Linked DNA regions of Sus scrofa: region 2 is linked to region 1. Evidence: chromatin contacts called from public HiChIP or PLAC-seq data. All regions are on one chromosome and are shown on one strand. Each heading gives the region's core, a stretch centred on a gene start, on an enhancer-like site or on the middle of the called end of the contact. The rest is flanking DNA. Distances are from core to core; before and after follow the strand shown.

Region 1 (7,294 bases), core at 112-2,611:
GGGTGCAGGTTTATCACGCCAAATCAGATTTTTTCTCTTTTGGGGTCAGCAGGAGAACATTATCGACAACAGTGGTTCCGTTATGCTCTTGACATTTCTGCTGCAAGTGTCCGTTTTGGAAACCCGGCCTCTTTCCACGGCCTCCTCCTCCCCTGCCTGTTCCCACCCTCCCCCCACTCTCCTCTTCCTATTTTAGGAGACTCTTCCAGATTTTCGAAGGTTGGTGGTCTGGAGGTATGAGCTGAGAAACTATCTGGTAATGATAAGGGGCAGTAATGAGCCAAATGTTCCCTGAAGATTCTCTCAGCTCTCGGAGGACTGGGATGCAGGCCAAAAAGCAGAGAAATCTTTTTTGATGTTCAGGTTGGAAAGACTTCGCATTCCCCTCGTCCCCAAAGTTTCGTGTTTGCTGCCCACTCTTTCTTTCTTTATTTCTTTGGGCCATACCAGAGGCCTATGGAGCTTCCCAGGCTAGGGGTCGAATCGAACCAGAGCTGCAGCTCCCGGCCTACACCACAGCCACAGCAACCCTGGATCCTTAACCCACTGAGCAGGGCCAGGGATCGCACCTGCATCCTCATGGATGCTAGTGAAATTCGTTAACCGCTGAGGCAGGACAGGAGTGCCTGCTGCTCACCCTGGATTCAGAAAAATATTCCTCAGCCAGTGACCATGCTCTGTGAATTTAGTTTGTATAGCACCAACTTATTTATTTATTTTTTAAGGAAGCCAAATTATAGTTTCATGCACACGTATTACATTTGTTGCTGATTTCGTTGTACCTCTCTCCAGCTTTATATTCTGATGATGGTAGGCCAGTGATAAAATGTTTAATAGCCACATGATCATTTTCCCGAAACCCCACGACCCAGAGGGAGTGAGAGAAGTAGGATATATTTCAGAAGAGTGTGGCCGAAGGTGAGAAGGAGGGCAGACTGAAAGTGCACGGAGCAGTTTTGTGCTGGAGGGAAGGGTCTCAGTTTTCTAAGGGTTTTGGTTTTTTTGCCTTAACGGGTGGGGCATACGACATGCTTTGTCATTGAACTCTGTGTACTTGGGTTTAGATGTTCACTTTTGAAACATCTGAAAGAGCCCCAAATTACATTTTGCAGACATTCAGGGATGATGTGTGTAAAAGCCCGAGGGGGGTGGCGGAAGACACCCGTGTTGGAGGGTTGGGAGTGATTATCCGCTTGTAGCCCTCGGGCCTTTTCTGGTGACTTCTCTCTTTTGGACAGGCGTTTGTCAGTGGGGGTGGCTCTGTGTTTCTCTTCAGGAAGCTCTCTGAACTCTAGGCAGTGGTGCCGGCCCATTACATCTGCTCCTTCCTTGCTGCCCCTGGGTTGGTCGGTGTGGACCGCGGTGGGTTGGCCACGTGGCCTTGGCCGAGCGGTCTGGGAACGTGGAAGCGCTTTGCCGTCTCTGGGCTGCTTGACAGTACGCTGCTTGTGTGTGCTTTCCTCTGATTGGTGATCTGCCAACACCTTTTGGGATATGATGAAATGTAAACCAGATGAGGCAAAAATGGAACCTCTGTGCCGCGGAGCAGATGCACGCTGCCCGCCGAAGTCCAGTGTAGCTTTGGCAGAGGCTGTGGGATTAGAGTCGGGCAGGTGGTCTCGAGCCCGTGGGCTCAGCCCGTGTGGTGAGATGAATTGTCCACATCCAGGGCATATTCCAGCCGTAGCATTCCCTCTAAAGTCCAAGACCTCTTCAAGTCCTTTGCCCCGTATGTGACTTCTGTCCTGTCACCGTTCCCTGCTGGCTCTGATGGCTCGATTGCAGGATGTTTCTCAGTTACCGATGACACTTACTTTGGACTCTTGGTCGAGGTTTTTGGGGAGTAGCTTTTTGCTGAGCTCAGTAGTCATTTTAAAGGAGGGGGTGAGTCTAGGTGCGGAAAGCAAAATAGATGTGTTCCTTCCGAGGGGACTCCTCCACCAGCCTGGCTTGAAAGTGAGGCAGTTTCAGCCGGTGGGAAGAAGGGGGCTGAGGGAGCTGACATTCTTTCTGGGGAGACCGGCTGGGTGAGGGAAGAGAGGTTGCAGAAGGCAGGGCCTCGTGTTTGGCAACTGGGGCTGTGCAGAAGAGAAACTGGAGGGGGAGGGGTGGTGGTGGTAAATGGCAACAGAAGTTGAAAACTTGGGGAAGAACTTGAACTCAGAAAAGGGCCTGCTCAGCATGACGCGGCATGTCACACCTTCTCCCCAGGGGCTTGCTCAGATGCATGCCCTCTGGAAATTTACTTGCCATCCGGGATCTGTCACTTTAGGGGCATCTGTTGTGATAAGATGTAAACTCTCAAGTCCGGGGAATGGTTTTCCAGCTTCAGAGTTCTAGCTGGAACTAAATATTTTCTGAAAAGTTAAAAAAAAAAAAAAAAAAAAAAAGAACAAAAAAACCCAAACCACCACAAATAAAGGTGGCTCTTTACCTCAGTGTAAACACCTGCCCTTGGCCTCAGACGGACCTGGACTCATGCCTGGCCTGTCATTTTCCTGGTTGGGTGACACTGAGCACAGGGCCTTGCCGTCTTTGACTCCGAAGCAGAGGAATTTGAGAGAGTTGAGTAACGGTGTGAGGTGCTTGCTTAGCAGACGTCGAGTGGTGCTGGGTTCTTAGTCCACCGGCTGTTTACCTCTCAACCTGCCAGCATGTATGGATTCTGTCCATGTGTCTGTCACTACGTAGTAGTTCTGGGAGGGAGGACGCCTCTGCCCAGAGCCGCCGTGCAGTTGAGGAGACCAGGCACCCAAGAAGATCTAGCCTTGGGTGGTGAGAAAGGCCAGCAGGGCTGGCAATCAGAGCAGAGGACGCAGCGGGGACCAGCCCACCGGGGTCTGGGCCACCCCTCGCGTACGTGTATACCTCGAACCGCCAGGCGCGCTCTGAAATGAACGGGGAGGGGAACGTTGGCTAACTACACTGTCTTCTCTGGAAAATGAGGTAGGATGGCAAGGATTTTGCTTGCTTTTGCTGATTTTCTTTTTCTTTTCTTTTTTTGTCTTGTCTTTTTTAGGGCCACAACTGCGGCATATGGAGGTTCCCAGGCTAGGGGTCTAATTGGAGCTAAAGCTGCCGGCCTGCACCACAGCCACAGCATCGCCAGATCGGAGTCGCGTCTGAGATCCCTACACCACAGCTCAGGGCTATGCTGGCTCCTTAACCCACTGAGCAAGGCCAGGGGTCGAACCCGCAACCTCAAGGTTCCTAGTCGGATTCGTTGCCGCTGTGCCACGACGGGCAACTCCTTGCTGATTTTCAAAGCCAGGGATCTCGCACCGATGGTGTTGTGTCCAGAAGAGCATTTCTAAGTGGGGTTTGTCTGTCTCCTGGGAGGATAGGAACTGAAATTTGCAAGACCGGGAAGTGGGCGGGGCTTCAGGTGAGTCGCCCCTGGACCACTGGCTTCCTCCGCCTTCCTCCCTTTCCGGGCGCCTTCCTGCTCCTTTCTCTGCCTTCCTCCGCCTTTCTGCTTCTCCTGCTCCACCTCCTTGCGGGGGTCTCTGACCGCAGATGAGATGGAGGGTGGCGTAGGACCAAGGCACCTCTTCGAGGCCTTGAGCAGATACGCCTGTCACAGTTCCAGGAAAATGCCCACAGGGCTTTCATACCTATCCTGCTGCAAGAGATGTTTGTAGAGTAGATAGATTTCACACGTGTGTGTGAGAGAGTGAAGACTGCATTTCTACACAACTTGCAGATATTTTCTTCCACGCTCTGTTTCCTGCTAAAAGTTTAAAATTTTATTACTATAGCTTAGTTTCTCTTTGGTCTAATATGTTGGTCTCATTTTTTCCTCTTGGATAAGCCCAGAAAGCTTAGTCTAGAATACAGACTTTTCAGTGAATCTCAGCTAACTGGTCTCAGTTGCTTGGGTCTTAAATAAACCATACTGTTGGGTTTCCATTTTGGCTGTACATGTTTGCTTCGTGTAGAGAACTTTCTAGTGGACAACTTTTAGACAAAGAATTGTTTTTCCTCAAAGATATCATTACTTTTTTTTTTTTTTTTTTAGTCTATATACTTTTATTGTTTCTGAAGCCATTGCCTGGTTCTAGAATATGATCTTGGTACTTTTATTTTTATTGATTTTTTTTTTTTTTATGTTTAGTTTTTTTTTTTTTTTTGTCTTTTTAGGGCCACACCAGCAACATATGGAGGTCCCCAGGCTAGGGGTCTAGTTGGAACTGCTGTAGCTGCTGACCAAGGCCACAGCCACAGCAAGGCTGGATCCGAGCCTCGTCTGCAACCTCCACCACAGCTCAGGGCAATGCCAGGTCCTTAACCCACTGAGCGAGGCCAGGGATTGAACCTGCGTCCTCATGGATGCTAGTCAGATTCATTTATGCTAGGCCACGAGGGGAACTCCCAGGTTTTTTTTTTTTTTTTTTTTTTTTTTCCTTCCATTTTTGGCCACTCTGTGGCACACAGAGCTCCTGGGCCAGGGACCAGATCTGAGCTGCAGGTAGTTTCAAATGTAATTTTCTTAAAAAGTCCTATCAGGTATTTAGATGATTTTCAAGTTTAATGAAATCTTCTTTAAGAAAATTGTCTAGATGATAATTTCATCTAACTAGGGTGTATAACAGGATACTCAAGAGTTTTTGGATTACGCTGCATGAGGTTTCAGATAAATTATTTCACCCAGTTGCCTATTCCTGCTCCTAGTGATGTATGGCGCTAGGCATCTTTGCCTGTTTTCAAGGAGACATGTTCTCTGGAATCTAAGTATTTCAAGATCTGATGGCCTGCAGATGCCATCCCTTCGTTTTTAAGGGAGGTGACTTAAGGACCCAGGTGCTGCAGTTTGGGCTTGTGCGTCGAGTTCACAGTGCTGCCCTGTGGTGAGGGGTTAAATAACCCTCTAAAGCAATCCAGCCCTCAGGCCCTGGCAGGCACGGGGTGCTCCCTGCTTCTTCCCATAACCACGTATCACTTTGCTAAATCTTGACAGAATGCAAAATACAAATAGAGAAAAGAAATAGAATTGAATAGCGCAGCATCTTCTAGGAACCCCAGTTTCCGGAAAATTAGGACCACAACCCCCATCTTACCTTTTTCCATCTCTTCTGCTCTGTAGATGCACTCTCTTCACATCTATCTTATTTATTTTATTTTATTTTATTTTTTGTCTTTTTTGCCATTTTTTGAGCCGCTCCTGCGGCATATGGAGGTTCCTAGGCTAGGGGTCTAATCAGAGCCGTAGCCATCGGCCTACTCCAGAGCCATAGCAATTCGGGATCTGAGCCGTGACTGCGACCTACACTGCAGTACAATGCTGGATCCTTAACCCACTAAGCAAGGCCAGGGATCGAACCCGCAACCTCATGGTTCCTAGTCGGATTCGTTAACCGATGAGCCACAACGGGAACTCCACATCTGTCTTATTTCAGTAGCACCTTTGGAAAAGACAGCAGTGGGCTTCTGCTTTTAAGAAAAGCCTAGCCGGGTCAGGACTCAGTGCCATCGCTGCTGTGGCTCAGGTTCAGTCCCTGGCCTGGGAACTTCTGCATGCCTCAGGCTTGGCCAAAAAAACCCAAAAACCAACCAAACCAAAAGGCCTAGCATTTTCAGTAACTTTCTTTAGACTTGACTCCTTCCAGTTCACTCATTCTAAATACTTTCCCACACCTCTCTCTCTAAGTGTCCTTAGGATCGTGGAACACTTTAATGATGCCATTACTTGAAATTTAATGTCTAGCATCCCAGAGCAACGTAGGGGTCCTGAGTAAAAGAGTTATGATTTCCCTTAATCAACTGTAATCAACAGAAACGTTCATTAATACCCTGCAAATAGAACCACTGGCTTGGAATTTTAAGGAAAGCTCCGTAGCATCTTTGAGTGGCCTTTCTTTGCTTCGAGTACAAAATCGGAACTGTTCCTTTGCTCTGCGCGACTGCATGTCCTCATCTCCTTGAACCCATCTCGTACTGGTCTCCATCCGCCTCGCTCCAGCCCCAGCCCCACCCTTCTCTGCCAGCCACGCACGTGTACTCCCGCCTCAGGACCTCGCGCTGACGTCAGTCTGCTGGCATATGCTTCCCCCCATGCCTGCCTGCGTTGCTCTTTTTGTCATTCGAGTCTCAGGGTGAGAGTGCTCTCAGAAGACTTCCCGCAGGAAGGACTTGCTCATTTCCTAGCACAGTCGATGTTGTTTTATGTCCGTGCATGCCTGTCTTAGGAGGCGGACCTTTCCCGTTGTTTGTTTACCTGTTTATTGTCTGTCCTCCCCTGGAGGACACACACCGGAAGGGTGGGGTTTTGTTTTTTTGTGTTTTGTTTTTTCTTGTTTGATCTCTGTCCGATCATTGCTCTCCTCCTCAGTAGGTACTTAGGAAATATTTGGGAAGCAAAGGAATAAAGAGGAGTGTTTGTCAGAAGACATTGGCCTTGATGGATGCCTTCTCGAGCCTGGTATTACTTGGTCATTTTCTCGGGCGTGTAAGTCTCCCGACTCTGGGAGCGAGCGCTCAGGTGTTAAGAAGTTGAGTGGTAGCTGGTGTCACCCTAAGATCAGGCTCTTGACAAGCGCACCAGCCTGTTTGTCGGTTTCCAGCAGTTCAGTGGCTGTCCGGGGAGCCTTCCGAAGCCCTGCCTGAGTGCACATGTGCGCCGAGGTCCTTGGCTTCCCAGCAGCTAGAATTGCTGGGTCCCCAGACCTGAGTTCAGAAGAAAGCTTGGCTCCTGCCAGCAGCTCTACTGTCGGGGTTCCTCCACTGCTGGACGGGGCTCCTGGGGAAACTGCCTCTGGGCCGGGAGCTGTGTGTTGCCTGGTGTTTTGTGCCAAGATGCCCAGTGGAAGGGGAGCTCTGGCATGTGGACTCCTTCTGTGGGGAGTGCATCCTCTTATCCGGCTGGTCCTGCTGTGCGTAAACTCCCGGTACCTCCCTGTGGTCTCAGGTTCAGCATCCTCCAGGTCTCGCTCCCAAATTCCAGGATAGGCCTCGCCTAAGCAATTCTGATTTGCTTTATTTTCCTTCCTTCCAAAGTACTGTTGAATTACTGCACCTTTGCATCGTGCAGGGGGCTTTTTATTTACTTTCCTCATTTCCTGTCTCCCCTCGCTGAGGAAGTTTTATGGACCGGACAAAACCTTTTCCCTGTGCAGAGTGGAGTATTAGGAGTAATTGTTATGACACAGCTGACAAAGCATTACAGTTGACAGTATGGTGTTAGGCGCGCCACCCCCTTATCCACCCCCCCCACTCCCATCGAAAATTCGCATGTAACTTTACACGTCACCTTCTGTGCAACCCTGGATCATGTAGTACAGTGCTTAGTGGGGAAAAA
Region 2 (6,989 bases), core at 160-2,659, 200 kb before region 1:
GTGGGTAGGGATTTGGCGTGGCCGTGAGCTGTGGTGTAGGTTGTAGATGCGGCTCGGATCCCGCATTGCTGTGGCTCTGGCGTAGGCCAGTGGCAACAGCTCCGATTCGACCCCTAGCCTGGGAACCTCCATATGCTGCAAGTGTGGCCCTAGAAAAAGACAAAAAGGCCAAAAAAAAAAAAAAAAAAAAAAAAGAGTGGACTCTGAAATCAGCTTAACTTCATCCAAGTTGATTACCTCTTCTTTTTCTTTTCTTTAAAAAACGAAAGTACAGTTGATTTGCAATGCTATGTTAATCTCAGGTGTACAGCAAAGTGATTCAGTTACACACACACACACACACACACACACACACACACGTATGTACGTACTCTCAGATTCTTTTTCAGGTTCCTTTCCCTAATAGAAGATTATGAGACATTGAGTATAGTTCCCTGTGCTATGCAGTAGGTCCTTGCTGGTTACTTATTTTATAGATGGTAGGTGGTGTGCACATGTTAATCCCAAACTCCCAAATACCTCCACCCTCCCTTCCCCCTTTGATAGCCATCAATCTGTTTTATATGTCTGTGAGTGTATTCCTGTTTTGTAAATGAGTTCTTTTGTGTCTTTTTTTAGATTCCACACATAGGGAGGTGGTGTAACATTTGTCTTCCTCTGCCTGACTTACTCCACTCAGTAAAGTCATCTCTAGGTTCACGCACAAACGCCGCAAACGGCATCATCTCCTTCGTTACGGCTGAGTAGCGCATCATGGTACACGTATGCACCTCATCGTCTTGATCCGTTCATCGGTCTGCGGACACCGCCGTTGCCTCCGTGTCTCGGCTGTTGCAGCGAGCGCTTCGGTGAACATTGGGGTGCATCTATCTTTCCAAATGATGCTTTTCTCGGGATATATGCCCAGCAGTGGGATCACATGGCAACTCTATTTTTAGCTTCTCCAAGAGCTTCCATACCGGTTGCCAGAGTAGCTGCCCTCATTTACATTCCTACCAGCAGTGTCGGTAGGTTCCTTTCTCTCCCACTTGATTACCCCTTGTCAGCAGCGCTATGATTTGATCTCTGTGCCTCAGCTGTCCCATCTGTCAAACAGGACCAATACACGCCCTTACTTCCCCCGATGTCTGCTTGCGAGGATCATGAAACACCATGTACAAACGTCCAGCAAAATGTTAGCCATTGTTTCCCACTTGTCCTTCCGTCCATACCTTCCCCGGTGTCACTTTTCCTCCCCAGAAACCCAGCCAGACCTTGGGATCTCCCGACTGGGCGACACGTCTCACACACGCACTTCTCCCTCCCCAAGAGGGCGAAGCCCGCCTTTGAACTGGAACATTCTAGCTCATTTCATTGGGGCTTCCTCAGTCCCTTCTCTTGACTGCACACCCCCGCCTGCCTCCCCAGCTTGGGCCTGGGTTGTGGCTTAAGAACCCACAGTGCCTTGGCCTTGACCTAGGGCTTTGCAGCACAGTGTCTGCACTTGCTGCTTGTGGCTCATTACTAGGTGGTGTTCCTTCCCAGAACCCTATAAAGCAATTCCCGTTTTGCAATCTGTGAAAAAGCTGTACTAAATGACGGATTCCAGTGCCCAGGTCGTGAGGCAATCCAGGCCTGGCGTCTCTCCAGTTAACCACACCCAGGTTCACCGGGGTTTTGACGAGAAGCCAGAGCAGGAGTGGATGGCAGTGTTGGGACTGGCTGCTGGGTAAAGGTTTTCTGTCTCACTGGGCTGCCCCTGGCCTGGGTCTTTGGCTGTAAGAAGCAGGCTTTTTTGGGGGGGCATGCTTTGTCTGCACCTGTTGGTATTTCCAGACTGCCTGCCGAGGGGCCTGAGGTCCCCAGCCAGTGTGCCTTGCTGTGACGTCATGCCTGGGATTTGGGGTTGTGCTTAGTGAACCTAACATGGAAAGTCGAACTCTTCCAGCATTGTATTTTTTTTTAAATATTTTTTTGTTATAGTTGATTTACAATGTCCTATCAATTTCTGCTGTACAGCAAAGTGACCCAGTCATTCATATATATATGTGTGTACATACAGATATATACTCTTTTCCTCACATTCTCCTCCATTATGTTCCATCACAAGGGACTGGATACAGTTTCCTGTGCTGTACAGCAGAAATGCCAGGTTTCAGGGCTGTATTCCTTAAACCCAGTCTCCCTACAACTGAGCTCCCCTGCAGAGTTTGTGACTCATCTCTCTATCCCAAACTTTATTCCTTTGCTTGTCTCCTCTGACCGCGATTCTTTCTGTTCCCTCTAATCTCAATCCTGTGCTAAGTGAACACTAACCAACCAGAGTCGGAGGCCTGGGATAGCCGTGTTGACCACAATCATTAGTGGACTCAAGTTGCTGCTGTGGACACCATCAATGCATGAACTCAGGGAATTCCTGTCGTGGCTCAGTGGTTAACGAATCCGACCAGGAACCATGAGGTTGCGGGTTCGATCCCTGGCCTCGCTCAGTGGGTTAAGGATCTGGCGTTGCCGTGAGCTGTGGTGTAGGTTGCAGGCACGGCTCAGATCCCGCGTTGCTGTGGCTCTGGTGTAGGCTGGTGGCTACAGCTCCGATTCGACCCCTAGCCTGGGAACTTCCATATGCTATGGGAGCGGCCCAAGAAATGGCAAAAAAACCAAAACAAAACAAAAAAAAGGTACAAACTTGGGCTGTGTCTTCAGGGCAAGATGGGCTCACAGACCCCAGAGCCATGGGCTATCTGGCCAGAGAATGGTAAGCTGGACGCATCCTGACTGCCCAAACCACGATTAAGAATGCCTCAGAGGAATTCCTGTCATGGTGCAGTGGAAACGAATCCAACTAGGAACCGTGAGGTTGCAGGTTTGATCCCTGGCCTCGCTCAGTGGGTTAAGGATCTGGTGTTGCCGTGAGCTGTGGTGTAGGTTGCAGACGCAGCTCGGATCTGGCATTGCTGTGGCGGTGGCGTAGGCTGGCAGCTGTAGCTCTGATTAGACCCTTAGTCTGGGAACCTCCATATGCCGCGGGTGCAGCCCTAAAAGGACAAAAGACAAAAAGGAAAAAAGAAATGTCTCGGAAATGTCACAAGATGATGACGAATCCCAGTCTCTTTATTGTTCCCCTTGAAAACATCCCTAACTCAAGAGACAGTGGATCTGAGGCTTGTCTCCTACTCCCTCACCCTGGAAGTAAACTTACTTGGCTGCAGACACCTGTTATCAGAGCTTGGCGTTCTGCACTGCGGGCACACAAGCCCTCACTCAGTTATGTTAGAAAAGGGCTAGCTTGTTGTGCCCAAGATGGTTCTGGTGGGCAGCGGGGAACCAACTGGGAGGCTGTTTCGGTCATCCATGAGGAAAGATGAAGACCTGTACTGGGCTGGCAGCCACGGACACAGATGAGTGGGACAAAGGAAAACAGGAGGCGAATAAAGGCAGGAAGGGCAATGAAAATAAGTCTGCTATCGTTCTCACAGGTGTCTGTAGGCATCGATCCTGCACAGTCAATGTTCCAACTGCCGACAGTTCAATGGGCCTCTTTGGCGGGGGGCCAGGCATGTGGTTTCCAGATGGACTGTCTCCTGGGCTAGTGGGTCTGTAATTCGTGGGGAATGGAGAGACGTCTTTTCTAAAAATTAAAAAGAGGTTTCACCGAGTGTTTGTCCCAACAGAATTTACCTGTTGCTCCCATAGGTTAAACAAAGTTAGCAAGCATCAGAGCCAACAGAACAGTATTTTGAAAAGTTCTGAAAATAAGGTTCTCCAAGCCCCTTGTATTTTTAATGTACCTGGGTCTGGGTGTACAGCCTTATAATGTACCTAGATTTGTGTACCTATAAAGTTCGATTTTCTAGAAGTGAATAATGGAATTTAAAGATCTGCTTTATCACACCACTATACAATGAGGGCTGGAGTCATCCCATAATGTCCAAACAATAAAGCAAAATGCCACAGGAAGAACAGTTCTTTTGATGTGTGGCTTCAGTAAAGGAAACACAATTCACATCTGAACAATTTGAATATTCAACTCTGCACCTATTTTATAATATCCATATTTTGTCCTGAGAAAAACCTAGCTTTGTGGGTAACTTTCCGTTTTCTTTAACTTGTTTATCAGGTAAGTGCCCTCTTTTCCTGTAACTATTAGTCAACGTGCTTGGCCATGGCTCACAGGGATCCTGCTGGACAGTGGTTTCAAACACGAGGACTTTCCATTTTTACTTCACAAAAAGCCCAGCGACCAGCAATCCCTGGATTGGAAGCAGAACAGTGTTGTGCAGGATCCAGGGACTTTCCACCCTGCACTCTGCCTTCTCAGCAGGCTGCTTTCTGTTTTGCCACTTGATGCATCATGATCATAAGATGGTCACTGCACAGGCAAAGCAGCCCCGCCTCTCCCTTTTCTTCGGCTAAGACACAAGAAAAACAGGGGAGGAGGAAGCACTTTCTCCTCACTTCCATCACAGAGGAAAATCTTTCTCAGAGGCCCCAGGAGACCACCTCGGGTCCTGGCCAGAACGGGTCAACTGGCCACTTCTGTCTGCAAGAAGACTGGGCATGACGATGCCCTCCCGCCCCCTCGCTATGAATCAGGGGTTCTCATGGGGCATCCTGCCCATCCAGGAGTACTGGAAATACAGAGGGGGCCTTTGTGGTTGTCACACGAAAAGAGAGGTGCTCCAGGCATTTAGTGGGTTAATCTAGGGATGCTCAATGTTCCAAAATACACAGAACACTTTTACACACCAAAAAGATTTGTCTCACTCAAAACACCAACAGCACTCGTATTCAGAAACACTGGGGAGTTCCCGCTGTGCTGCCGCAGGATAGGGAGGGGCAGCACCTCTGCAGCCCTGGGACACAGGCTTGATCCCTGGCCTGGCACCGTGGGTTCAAGTACCCGGTGCTGCCACAGCTGCGCTGCAGGTCACAAACAAGGCTTGGATCGGATCCCTACCCGAGGACTCCACATGCCATGGGGAGGCCAAAAAAGAAAAAAAAAACAAAAAACAAAAAACAATCAGTGACTCTGGTCTCTGCGAAGACTGGGGTTCAATCCCTGGGCCGGCTCAGTGGGTTAAAGGATCCAGAGTTGCTGCAGGCAAAGGTTGTACGTAGTTCCAGGAACTTCCACAGGGCATGGGCTCGGCCAAAAAACAAAACCGAAGAACACTGCCTTGTACCAGCCATGATTCATCCCAGGAGCTGAAGACATTATGGCTCAAACACAATCAGGGGACCAGCAGCAAGAAGAGGAACACAGCTCCCGGCAGGGCAGCGCTGCCACAGACCCTGGTGGAAGCCGGAAGGAGGGCGGCACTGCCTAGTCACGCCGGCACAGCCAATCCTTTTCAGAAAGCTGTTATTTACCCTGAATGGAGATCAAGACAGGGAAATTATCTCCAATTATCCCTTTTATTTCTCCTAATGAAGGGATTTCCTAGTCACCGACAAGCCAAGAGCCAGTGAGTCTGAGCTCCCCACACCTCTATTATCTATCTCTGCTCCCTGCTCCCACCAAGGATTCAGAATACTTAGAACTCAACTGCACAGCCACCGTTTGGGCTGAAGACCCTGTATGTAACACAACAGTGCCAGGTACCTAGTATATATTTCTTGGGTATATGACAAATAATATTAAATCAAAGCAATACAAGAAAGCAAAGCCTGCAAGTGTTCAGCACTCTGTCCAAGGAGATGCAATGAAAGAACATTTCAGAACCAGTGCTAGGGCTCCCGCTGTGGCTCAGTGGGTTACCAACCCAACTAGTATCCAAGAGGATGTGGGCTCAATCCCTGCCCTCCATCAGTGGGCTGAGGGTCTGGCGTTGCCATGAACTGTGGTGTAGGTCGCAGATTCAGCTCAGATCCCAAGTTGCTGTGGCTATGGTACAGGCTGGCAGTGGCAGCTCCAATTTGACCCCTAGCATGGGAACGTCCATATGCCACGGGTGCAGCCCTAAAATTAAAAAAAAAAAAAAAGTACTAGTAAAAATTATGATAGAAATCTAATTATATATGTTTCTTACATTTTTAGAGTACCAGTGGAGTTTCTTGGTGTCTGCAAAAATGATGAAGACTAAACATTATTAGCTTTAATTGTGGTTAGGAAATTTAAGTGTTAATTAAATCTGAAAGATTAGACATATTGTGTGGGCATACTGCACTGCTGCTCACAGAAAAAGTTTGTAAGCCAGTATAGAAGCCAGTAGCTTAGAAAGAGAAAATTAGTCCAGAGAGCCTGGTTTAGCTTCTGTACATGTAAAACCAGGAATCTCCATATTTGACACACCATAAGCTAAATAAATTAATGTCCCTGGGAGTTCCCTGGTGGCTCAGTGGGCTAAGGACCCGGCATTGTCACTGCAGCAGCCTAGGTCGCTGCTGTAGCTCAGGTTCAGTCTCTGGTCCAGGAACTTCCACATGCTGAGGGTGCAGCCAAAAAAACACAAAGTCGCTGATGCTAACCGCCAATGAGGAATGGAGGGAGGTTGTCCCACTATTTCAGATTCTAAATGGGACTGTTTGGTTCCGGTGGTGACCACTAGATGGCTCCACTACACAAGTGTGTTCTCACAGCTAGGTACCTTATGGAGCCGAATTTCTGTGCCACAGGAATGCTCCCTTTTCACAGCAGTGTGTCATCTAAAGGTTTTAAAGGCCATTAATAACCCTTGCCTGGATCAATTATTTGTTTAGGACTTGCACGACAGTTATTTTCTAATTACATCATTTGGTCTATAGGATTTTTTTTTTTTTTTTTCTTTTTGCCATTTCTTGGGCTGCTCCCATGGCATATGGAGGTTCTCAGGCTAGGAGTCAAATCGGAGCTGTAGCCGCCGGCCTACACCACAGACACAACAACGCGGGATCCGAGCTGCGTCTGCAACCTACACCACAGCTGATGGCAATCCTTAATCCGGACCCTTAACCCACTGAGCAAGACCAGGGATCGAACCCGCAGCCTCATGGTTCCTAGTCAGATTCGTTAACCACTGAGCCACGACGGG

What was found. HiChIP or PLAC-seq counts read pairs in DNA pulled down with a chosen protein or histone mark.
Region 2: a contact with region 1 is called in an H3K27ac HiChIP or PLAC-seq map of alveolar macrophages. The contact joins two enhancer-like sites. A contact is called at or near these places in 1 of 5 promoter capture datasets (liver) and 1 of 2 datasets of contacts at active chromatin or transcription factors (alveolar macrophages).

What each region holds. Positions count from the first base shown.
Region 1 is chr1:7,454,213-7,461,506 of Sscrofa11.1, reverse strand. The region is part of intron 1 of IGF2R (insulin like growth factor 2 receptor); the gene reads left to right. Among named protein-coding and RNA genes, the nearest start is that of IGF2R, 15 kb to the left of the region's middle. Within about 2 kb of position 1,361, at least 14 of the 83 cell types and tissues checked have an H3K27ac peak or open chromatin away from gene starts, as enhancers often do. A contact at or near this core is called in alveolar macrophages, where this site is marked.
Region 2 is chr1:7,657,126-7,664,114 of Sscrofa11.1, reverse strand. LOC102157641 reads right to left here. Exons shown (of 5, transcript XM_013992444.2): 5 at 3,073-3,607. The coding sequence ends at 3,325. Among named protein-coding and RNA genes, the nearest start is that of WTAP, 9.0 kb to the right of the region's middle. Within about 2 kb of position 1,409, at least 23 of the 83 cell types and tissues checked have an H3K27ac peak or open chromatin away from gene starts, as enhancers often do. A contact at or near this core is called in alveolar macrophages, where this site is marked.